Regions from separate parts of the Danio rerio genome. Here region 1 is linked to region 2. Evidence: chromatin contacts called from public HiCAR-type data. All regions are on one chromosome and are shown on one strand. The core of a region is the stretch at or near the end of the contact, and the rest is flanking DNA. Distances in the headings are between cores, read along the strand shown. Region 1 overlaps mkln1 (muskelin 1, intracellular mediator containing kelch motifs). Region 2 has its middle 9.3 kb from the start of mir29a-1.

Evidence for each region. HiCAR-type assays count read pairs that join an accessible place to other places.
Region 1: a contact with region 2 is called in a HiCAR-type map of caudal fin, with 6 times the contacts expected there. The contact joins two enhancer-like sites. A contact is called at or near these places in 4 of 18 Hi-C or Micro-C datasets (caudal fin, hematopoietic stem cells, skeletal muscle and 1 more) and 1 of 4 datasets of contacts at active chromatin or transcription factors (caudal fin).

Annotation. Positions count from the first base shown.
Region 1 is chr4:12,295,541-12,300,942 of GRCz12tu, forward strand. It overlaps mkln1 (muskelin 1, intracellular mediator containing kelch motifs), which reads left to right. Exons shown (of 18, transcript NM_212694.1): 15 at 1,467-1,606; 16 at 2,014-2,116; 17 at 4,008-4,062; 18 at 4,148-5,402. The coding sequence ends at 4,269. Among named protein-coding and RNA genes, the nearest start is that of podxl, 24 kb to the right of the region's middle. Within about 2 kb of position 1,936, at least 9 of the 62 cell types and tissues checked have an H3K27ac peak or open chromatin away from gene starts, as enhancers often do. A contact at or near this core is called in caudal fin, where this site is marked.
Region 2 is chr4:12,165,869-12,170,629 of GRCz12tu, forward strand. It overlaps a transcript of asb13a.2 not described here and a transcript of net1 not described here. Among named protein-coding and RNA genes, the nearest start is that of mir29a-1, 9.3 kb to the right of the region's middle. Within about 2 kb of position 3,438, at least 5 of the 62 cell types and tissues checked have an H3K27ac peak or open chromatin away from gene starts, as enhancers often do. A contact at or near this core is called in caudal fin, where this site is marked.

The sequences.
Region 1 (5,402 bases), core at 686-3,185, 130 kb after region 2:
AGAAACTCCATTACTGGGGTAAAATTATTTTTCATATTTTAAAGACATGGTGCAGGAAAGTTGTAATTTAATTAAGTGCTTCTTGTACATTCTGAGACCTACATTATATATCGTATATCAATCAGGCAGTGAAGATTGTTGATTTTTAAAGAAAACAGACATTAAACGTGGTATATAGTTCGCTGGAAGCGTTTGAGGTTACTGAAAAATTAAAAGTCCTTCAGCATACACCCCATTAAATGTTTATTGAGCTACAAATCATAGTTAATGGTTTGTTAATAGCGAAAATTCTATCTTAAAATAAAATGTGACCATAAGAATTTTCTCATTCTTGTGTAGATTAACAAAAACTAAAAATAAAAAATATATTAAGCTAATAACCCCACAAAAAAACTGAAGAAAATTACTAAAACTAAAATTCAAATGAAGATGTTTATATTAAATCATATTATGTTGTGTTTTTGCATTAGATTACTACATAAGTAATATGTAATGTCATCATAAAATAATTTTGAATAGATTTTTTAATTGGCGGTTAAATCGTATTATAATTTTCTAAATTAAATAGCTAGTTTAAAGATGCTAGTTATTAATAAATGTTCAACAGCCATTCATATTAAACTAAATGACTGAAACTAATACTAATGCGCTGATAAACACTAGTTATGAAGGAATAACTTGTTTTTTTATCCTAATTTTATGTTCCTTCAAAAATGAAATTTATAAAACATCATCTGGTGGCATCTCATAAAATGAGAGCACATTACAACTGTCCTTGGCTTCCACTTACATTCAGAATGTATTTTAAAGTATTATTACTTGTCTATAAAGCACTAAATGGCCTAGGACTTCAAAACATTACAGATATGCTGACTGAATACAAACCTAACAGGTAACTCGGATCATTAGGATCAAGTAAACTACAAATTTCAAGAGTTCAGTCAAACCAGGGTGAATCCGCCTTCAGCTATACGGCCCCTGCTGCTGGAATTAGCTTCCAGAAATGATCAGATGTGCTCCCACATTAGGCACATTCACATCAAGACTGAAAACACATCTGTTTAGCTGTGCATTTACTGAATGAGCACTGTGCTATGTCTGACAGATCACACTATTATGTCTTTCTCTTTTTTTTCATTCTTTTATAATCAGTTTTTTTTTCAGCATTTTAATCTGTTTTTAATCATTTTAATTATTTTAATCGTTTTTATTTTCTCGATTCTTTTATTCTTGTGTATGTAAAGCATTTTGAATTACCATTGTGTTTGAAATGTGCTATATAAATAAACTTTCCTTGCCTTACTCTCGATCCAATCAGAAAGGATGCTTTGCCAGATTTTTATAGAGATAACAAAATCAAAATTTTATTTCTATTTGATAGTTTGACCTGATAAAACGCTTGTTTCCTTAATTCTTCCACTGATTAATCAATGGGTTTGATTAAGACGATCTCATACACACTGCAGGTGCATTACCTGTTTGGTGGAAACCCAGGAAAGTCCAGCTCTCCCAAAATGCGACTGGATGACTTCTGGTCCCTAAAGCTCTGCCGCCCTTCCAAAGAATACCTGCTGCGTCACTGCAAATACCTCATTCGCAAATACAGGTACGCACTTTAACACGGTACATTTCACCTGACCTCACAGCTTCTGAAATGCCTAGAAATAATGTTTACTCAATTATGTGCCCTGGTCTGACTCCAAAGAAAACCTTTCCGAGATGCTTTGTTTCCAAACAGAGCTAGGGAAATGTTTAGATATCCGTTCCACGTTCAATAGTTTTGTGTTTAATGTTAAAAGGGAGTTTATGAACTGGCTCTGATCCGTCCGCTCTGGATGTAAACCAGCTGTATTGTTATGTAATTGCTGTGTCATGCAGCACTGCAGTTAGTGATTAAATTACAGTAGTAGTTTTCCATCAGTGCACATTATTTCTACTGTTCTGCTGCCCTCTGCTGGACACTCATTCTTTCCTGATTGACTGTGTATTCTGCTTGTGTGTGTGTGTTTGCAGGTTTGAGGAAAAGGCTCAGACCGAGCCCTTGAATGCACTTAAATATCTACAGAATGATCTGTCCCTCACTGTGGACCACACTGATCCTGATGAGACGAAAGAGGTCAGGAGCCACCGTGATAAACTTTATTACTTTTCTTAAGCATGTTTATAACGAGCCTTAGTCTTGATTGAGTCAGGATATGCATTTACTTTCGTTTTAATAGTGAAGGTGTAAATTTAGCCTGATTTGAGAATTATTCGGCTAAGTAAAGACGTTTTACTCTAGTACTATTTATATTTTTATAACAGTTGTATTTTTAGTATTATTAGTGTTATCAGTATTAGGAGGATTTACATTCATTTTAATAGTGAAGGTGTAAATGCATAGCCTCATTTGGGAGTTAATCGGCTAAATAAAGACATTTTACTCTTGTAATATTTTAAATTTTTATAACTATTGCACTATTTTTAGTATTAGGAGTAGGAGGAGGAGAATTATTAGTATTTAGTATTATTGTTATTAATATTATTACTAAAACGTAATGGTTATTGTCATTTTCTGTGCTTTCAAAAATGTAAGGGTTTTTCTTCAAGCTGAAACATTTGAGCTTTTATTTTGTAGTTTGTGTGGATTACTGTGAAATGCTTATGAGCTGTTCATGTCGAAAGAGCGCTGTGCTGTGCTTCTGATCACATTTGTATTTATATTGTGATCACATTTATAAACCATATTTCATTCTTAAGCATTGTTTTTGGTTATTATTAGGAAAAAAATAAGTTTGAGTTTATTTTTAAAGCGCATTTATACAATCAGGGTGTATGGACAAACAAATAAATTTAAAGATAAAAGGACAAACTCAGTACAATTACAAATTAATCACCACAAAAAAAAACAAACAAAAAAAAAAAAACACCAAAAGCTGGATTATTATAAAACTCTGCTTGATTGAAAGCCCGTGATAAATATTACTTTTTTTGCAGGGGCTCTTCTCCTTTATATATTTGCCAACTTGAGTTGTATACTTTCATTAAATCATTAGTTCACCCACAAATAAATATTTTCTTGCAAATAACTCGCCCTCAACTGGTTTCAAACCTGTTGAATGCAAAAAGATGTTTTGAAGGATGTTGAAAAAGGGTAACCATTGACTTTCATATGATTATGGTTTCTAATATTCTTCAAAATATCTTCTTTTGTATTCAAAAGTGGAGAAAAATATATAATTTTTGAGTGGACTATTCCTTTAAGGGTGCTTTCATGCTAGCACTTTTGGTCCACACTTGGGTTTGTTTGACGTTAAGGTTCGGTACCTTTAGCTAGTGTAAACGCTGTCTTCTGAACTCTGGTGCGCACCTGTGAACCGTGCCCGAGTCCGCCTGAAAGAGGTGGTCTGGGGTACTGTTTGTGTGAAATCTCTTAAGGTTCACTTCTGATATGAATGCAATTTTACCAAATATAACGGAAGTGAACTGCCAACAGTACAACAAACTTTAGTTTTTATAACATTCATTTGTGCTTTTGTGTCTGTGTATCACCTAACTTGGAGACAAGCAGGACTGACCCAGTGCAAACACAGAGATGATGTCTGCTTGTCTCCACCATAAATGACTACTGCATACATTGCGTGATGTTCTGAACATTTTCAATGTTTTTTGTGGCAGATAGATGCAAGTGACTCTGTATTTTGGTTTTATTAACAAAAACAAAAGATTCAGTAAAAGCAGACTGATTGTGATATGCGGACGTCTTCATTTTGGCACTTTGCTTTCATGGCTGTCACCTTGCAATAGCTGTACACTAAACAGCAGCTTGATGATGCGAGCGTACCAGGGTTCAGAAGGAAAAAGACAGTTTGAACACAAACTAGCCGAGGGGGGATAATCAAACTTGGGTTCTAAGCAGACAGTCGAACTAAGTGTGAAATCACCCTAAGACTCTGCGTGCCCCCCAAGTCTGACTGAAACTGTAGCCCTCCCAGTGTTATAAATTAGCTCTGTTTTGTTTCCTGCAGTTCCAGCTCTTGCCCTCCGCTCTGTTCAAATCCAGCTCAGACTTCATTCCTCTAGGTAAGCAGCACTTTGTTTTGATTTCTTTAAACGACATCAGTCGTGTTCGACATACCTGATTGGCTATTTCTTCTCTTGATGACAGGCTTTTCAGATGTGGATCAGACGTACGCCCAGCGCACACAGCTGTTCGACACACTCGTCAATTTCTTCCCCGACAATATGACCCCGCCCAAGGGTAACCTCGTCGACCTCATCACCCTGTAGCCACGCCCACACACACTAGACCTCTCAGACTCCTCCCACTCAAAAACAGAAGTTATTTTTCTACATTTTCCCACCCGAGGTGAGCCGTGCCCACCTTACCTGTGTTTCAGATATAAAGTCACTTAAACGACTTATTCAGAAATATAATTTCTGCTCTGGATAACCAGGGTTTTTGTTTTATTTTATATATAAATATGATTTTTTTTTTATTTTAAGAACTAGGTTTAAATTTAAACGCCAAGTACTTTTATCACATTGAATTTCCTCTCATCCAAGTTGAAATGTAGGTGAGTTTTGTTTTGTTTTAAATTGAACTGTTTACATCCTGAAGAGTTGGATTTGATTTACGCACTGTGTGTTTAACATTGGTTTCCTTTCTGCCTTGCTCTTTTAAATCACTTTTTTTAGTGACATAAACCTGTGTTTGAGGTCGAAGGCAAACACCACAGCGCCCTCTAGAGTAAAACCTATCAGATAAAAGGATCCAGTCTCTCTTTTGAATACTGGCTTCCATCTAAACCCGCTGCTGCTATTAGATGCTGCCGTGACATTAGCGCTTTCTCTTTAATAGTGATCAAACATCACATTACATCCTTCTAAGTTCATCCACCACAAGCAATGAGATGTTACACATACGCTTTCCACTGTGTGTGTGTATATGTGTGTGTGTGTGTGTGTGGTAGCACATGGCCATTTACGGCAACACTAAACATCATTACACTCATATCCATTAGCATATGGATTTGCTGCAATTAGACGAAGACGTGGATTGACTGATTGTGTACATTACTATTTACTAAATGTTTGCTGTATACAAGTATTGGTACAAACTCTCAAAGGAGCCTTACATGGGACCACTGAAGACAGCAGAGACCCCTTATTATTTATGACTATTAATATATATTGTTTTTTCTTGGACGACTTGAGCCCTGAATGTCACGTCTTATGTCATAGAGATGTTTATATGAGCTTCCGGATTCCCATCCTGGACAGATGAATGTGCGCTGGATGAAAGTCTTCCGTGTAGTTAAGCGCGAGTGTGTGTGCAATGTTAGTTTACAGTCATTTGTCTTCATGTTGCACGAGTTTAAACGAGTTTTGCGCAATCGGATCGCTGTAGTTTTCCAAAACCA
Region 2 (4,761 bases), core at 2,188-4,687:
CCCGCCATCCCATCTGAGAAGAGATGTTTCAATGTTTTATTTTTAAAGAATTAACTGAAATTAAATGTTTCAATTAAATGCCAGACATTAATCAAATTGTGTTTAAATGCACATACTGTCCCAGCAATGCAAAGACTTTGGTAAGCAAATCAAGTCAAAGGCAGATTCTGCTTGACTAGTGCATTCAGGATTGAACTCCACTGTCTTATAAATGCGATTGTTTATGTTTTTATTGCATTAAGTTATAATTAAAGGTATACTGCATTGGTTAATATGATTTAAAGTAATGTTTTCTATTTCTTTTGAAATATTATTAAATAAATTAGGAAATTAACCATGGCAACTTTAATGTAATATAGTTTGGTTAGATTCAGCCCCCGGCTCTCAATGACATTTGGTTTTTGGCCTTCCATACGAAAAATTGTGGGCACCCCTGGCCTACAACTTTGGTAAAAAAAAAATAAAAAAAAAAGGTAAGCCTTGTTCATGGTGCATTTATTATATCAAAATGACATAATTAATAACTAAATAAATTAAAATAACTATTTTAGAATGCAATTTAAGAAAGAAATATCTTAAAGGGCTAATAATATTGACCTTAAAATTGTTTTATTACAGTAAAACTAAAAGAAACCAGATTTTCTCCAAACAAGAAAAAGGATGATAGGAAACACTGTGAAAATTGCCTTGCTCCATAAACATTACTTTAGAATCAAGAATCAAAATTTAACAGGTGGGCTAATCATTTCACATTTAACTGTAAAGCTGAATTTACAGAAGCATGACATCAATTTTTAGTGTCACATGACTAGGCATGGGCCGGTATAAGATTCTGACGATATGATATCCTTGGATAAAAAATACCACGTATTGTGCTTACTGCTCTAAAATATATTCTTTTTAAATGTCTGGGTAAAAACAAAAACTTTTTTGCCTTTTGAAAACAATATATTTTATTTTTTGGAAGATGTATAATATTTCAGAGCAGTAAACATGCCAGGCTAAATAATTCAAGTGAATCATTGACTTCTGCGGTCTTCATTAGTTTGTAAAACACAGATTTTTTTTTACAATTAAAAACGGCATCTTTGGATCATTTTTTTTGCTGGAGATACTGTTGTTCTAAAAAAGTGTAAATTAAAAAAAATCTTACACATACCTTAGGAAAGGTATAACAATATTTTGGCAGTTTTAAAATCTCGACTTTTCCAAACCGTTGTATACCTTGAAAACGGTTATCGTCCCATGCCTACACATGACAAGATCCTTCATAAGTCCTTTTGAAGTCTAAAATTTACCTAAAATACTTACCAGTACACTTAAAGTTTTTCCATATAAACTCAATTGTACAATGTGTGAACACAGGCCAATTAGAAGGATGCCTGATTTTTTTTTTTCTCTCCAGAAATTGTGGGACAAAATAAGTAGCGCAAAACAATTCACAAAAGTGTTTGCAAGCCATTTTTTTATTTTTTATTTTTGCATTGAATGAGCACTATTCTAAATAGGAAACTGTACAAGAATCAACCTTCAAGTCAATTATACAGTTTCAATAACTTTTCTGAAATATTTTAACAAAAAAATTGTATGTCAGTATTCACCAAGTAGAAATGAGCACTGAATATTAATCTGAATATATTTAATATATTAACTTTTTTGTGGTAATTGCCTCCATTCCATGCGGATGAGTCAGGATTTGTCACTCAGTTCATTTAAGATAACAAACAGGTTTTTATATTAAAGCTAATTAAGTGTGGGTAAACTTCATTTAGATCCCCGCTGCTTTTAGTGAAGATTCATTGTGATAAGAAGACACGTTTGCCCTCTGGTTGTCAGCTTAGGTCTTCTTCTGTCTAATGTGGTTTCCGGCACTCACTGTCTGTCCTTTTATCTCTCCATCAGTTCCTTGTTTATCTTTCCATCACTCGGGTATGAGCGCATATAAAATTTAGAAGAACTCGAGTGCTGCATGCGCGTAGGAGAGAACAGGTAATTAAAGTAAAATAAATCCAGAGAAAGAATGTAAGAGGGGAAGTGAGAGAAGTTGGTTCTCACAGAAAGTGTAGTTCTCACATCACTCATTTAACTATGCTGTATTTTGTTAATAAAACCGTGAGTGAAGATGTAAAAAATGCACCCACTACACTAAGTTGGGCGATCCTGTGTGTGCTGAGCAGTCAAAGCATGTAAATGTGTTAATGCAGTTCCGAATCTAAATCAGTGTCCACTAGAAAAAGACTTGACTGTGGGTGGTCTCGACTGCTCAAGGCAACTGGGGAGTAAATATGTAGGTCAAATGACGCTGCCAATAATATGATGGAGTGTCCTCCATTCCTCACTGCCCTGATGGGGAAGAGACCACAGTAATGGCTTGATGACATGTTTGAAGTTATATTATACTGATAAAAATCAAGTAAGTACTGCTGACTGGAAAGAGCATACTTTCGGGTTTCCAGTAAAGCAGCGCATCAATATAGGCACAATTAATATTGCGATATGAATACAGTTTCACAAGATAGTTAGAATAGCACTATTTGATGGTTTTTTAGGGAGTCTAACCATATTCAGGTGGAGAAATTAAATAACCACAATGCAAATAAATCCTTCTTACTTTGTTTTGTCTTGTTTCTATTACGAAATATGTTTAAAAAAATGAATATTCTTAGACCAAGAAAAAATGTTCATGTTTTACTGTTAGAAGAAATAAGTGGAAATTAAGAGATTTTTACTTGTTTCAATGAAATGATCTGTCAGTGGGGTAAGTGAAAAACGTAATCTTGTTGAAATATAGATATTTAGACAAGAAACAAGACAAAAAAATCAAAGTAAGAAATGTTTTTGCATTAATCATGTCAATTCCATTTAAATGCAGTGATTTAATACAATTGTAAAATCATTCTAAGCACGATATACATATTTATTGAATATTATTCAGTTCATAAACAAATGCTGAGCAGAGTGAATGTCAGATTTCCTCAAGACAACCAATTGTCAATGTCCAAAACATTGTTGTCAACCAAAAAACGTCACTTGTTGAATGATTGCCATATTGACCGTGGGGCAGGAAAAAAACACACCCTTGACCTGAAGCCATATTGTGTAAATCTACCTGAAGTTCTGTTTCCTAACCCAGTTCCTGTAGGCCCTCACCACCACACACTCTACCTAATCCAAATAAACCTTATTTAACATATCTGCTCAGCAGAGACTCAAAGTCCTGAACAGGTGCATCAAATAGGTTCTATTTGAGAACTTCAAGAAGTATAGACCCTGAGAGTGTGTAATACTGCTTCTAAAACATGTCTGGAATGTCAAGGTGTAGCCCGAAACACTGGACATCGGCATGACAAATATGGACCAAATGACACACACACACCCCTCTGTGATTACACCAGTCTAACTCTCACAGTCATCAAAATAGGCTACGCAAACATACCAAAAATGAAGCTTGTCCTGTTTTAGGAACTCTCCGGCAGGACATTACATCACTACTATTACTACCAGCAAATGTCTGTGTGGGAAGCTGTAAGGAGTAAACCTTCCTATTCTAAGAAATAGATGACGGCACTGCTGCGCTGGTCATGTTGCGTGTTTGATAACAATTGTAAGTTCTTCTGAATTTTGAACAAGTAGCCATACTACACTGTACAATCCAACATTTAGTCTTAAGTGGACGTCAACATTGGTTTCAGGTGGTTTTTCCCTTTTGTAGATTAGACTACATTGACGTTGAGGTGGGAAAATACTTAAGGGGACTTAGGTTAGTAGGTTTGGTTTCATCATGCTTTAGGTAGCAAACAAAGGAGAGGCCTTGGAGGAATGATGTGTCACTTACTCATCCAGATCAGTCCACAGCGGCTACAAAAGCCATCTTTGTTGTGGTCTCTACTGTCAAATATGAGACGTTATATATGACAAATCTGTAAAAGTCCACCAAAAGGGCTTGAGTGTCAAAACGGATCAGAGAATGGATAAACTGAAATTGGATAACAGTTGCCTTAAAAACTGACGAAATCCCACTGCGTAAAACGATGACGTTCACCTATCTCATCTATGACTGGTTCATGCGTAGAAAATGAGTTGGTATCGACTAAATCCTTGAGGTTTTCTGAACAAAACAAAAGATTTAAAAAGTCTGTTTCGCTCTAGTGACATAACACAAATTAAAAGAGATAATTTTTCAGTTCAGCACACCCTAACTACAACTGGCTGTTTAGATGTTATATAATAATGTGATCATTCTAATCTCCCTTATATCTGTGCCACATATAATGCATAATCTTATCGTCAAATCTTCATTGGACAATAAACAAACATTAAAACTCTGACCTTAATAAATAGAGCTATTCAGGTGTTTGTTTGTTTACTATTATACTTCTAGCTATTTTGCATCACTTTATTGTGATTGTTTTATTAATAGTTTTATATATTATTTTCTGTTTGAAATTTTTTTCAATTTAATTACATGTGGTTTTATATAATAATTCAATTGTACTTGAATGTTATATTAGTGGCTGTGCTTCAATTCGAAGGGAAAATTAAAACTATTTCTGTACAAAAAAAAAGCAAGTTATCCTATGCAATTTATGCTGTTTAATTTCTAAGCGATGACATTTGACTTCTTAGATGATTTCACAGGTGATACTACAGGTTTCATAGCATTAAACGACTGAAGGAGGACATTAGCTATGTTTCCGTCCACCTATTTTTATGCACATTTTAAATATGCACAAAAAACATGTGCGCATAACTGAGTAGGAT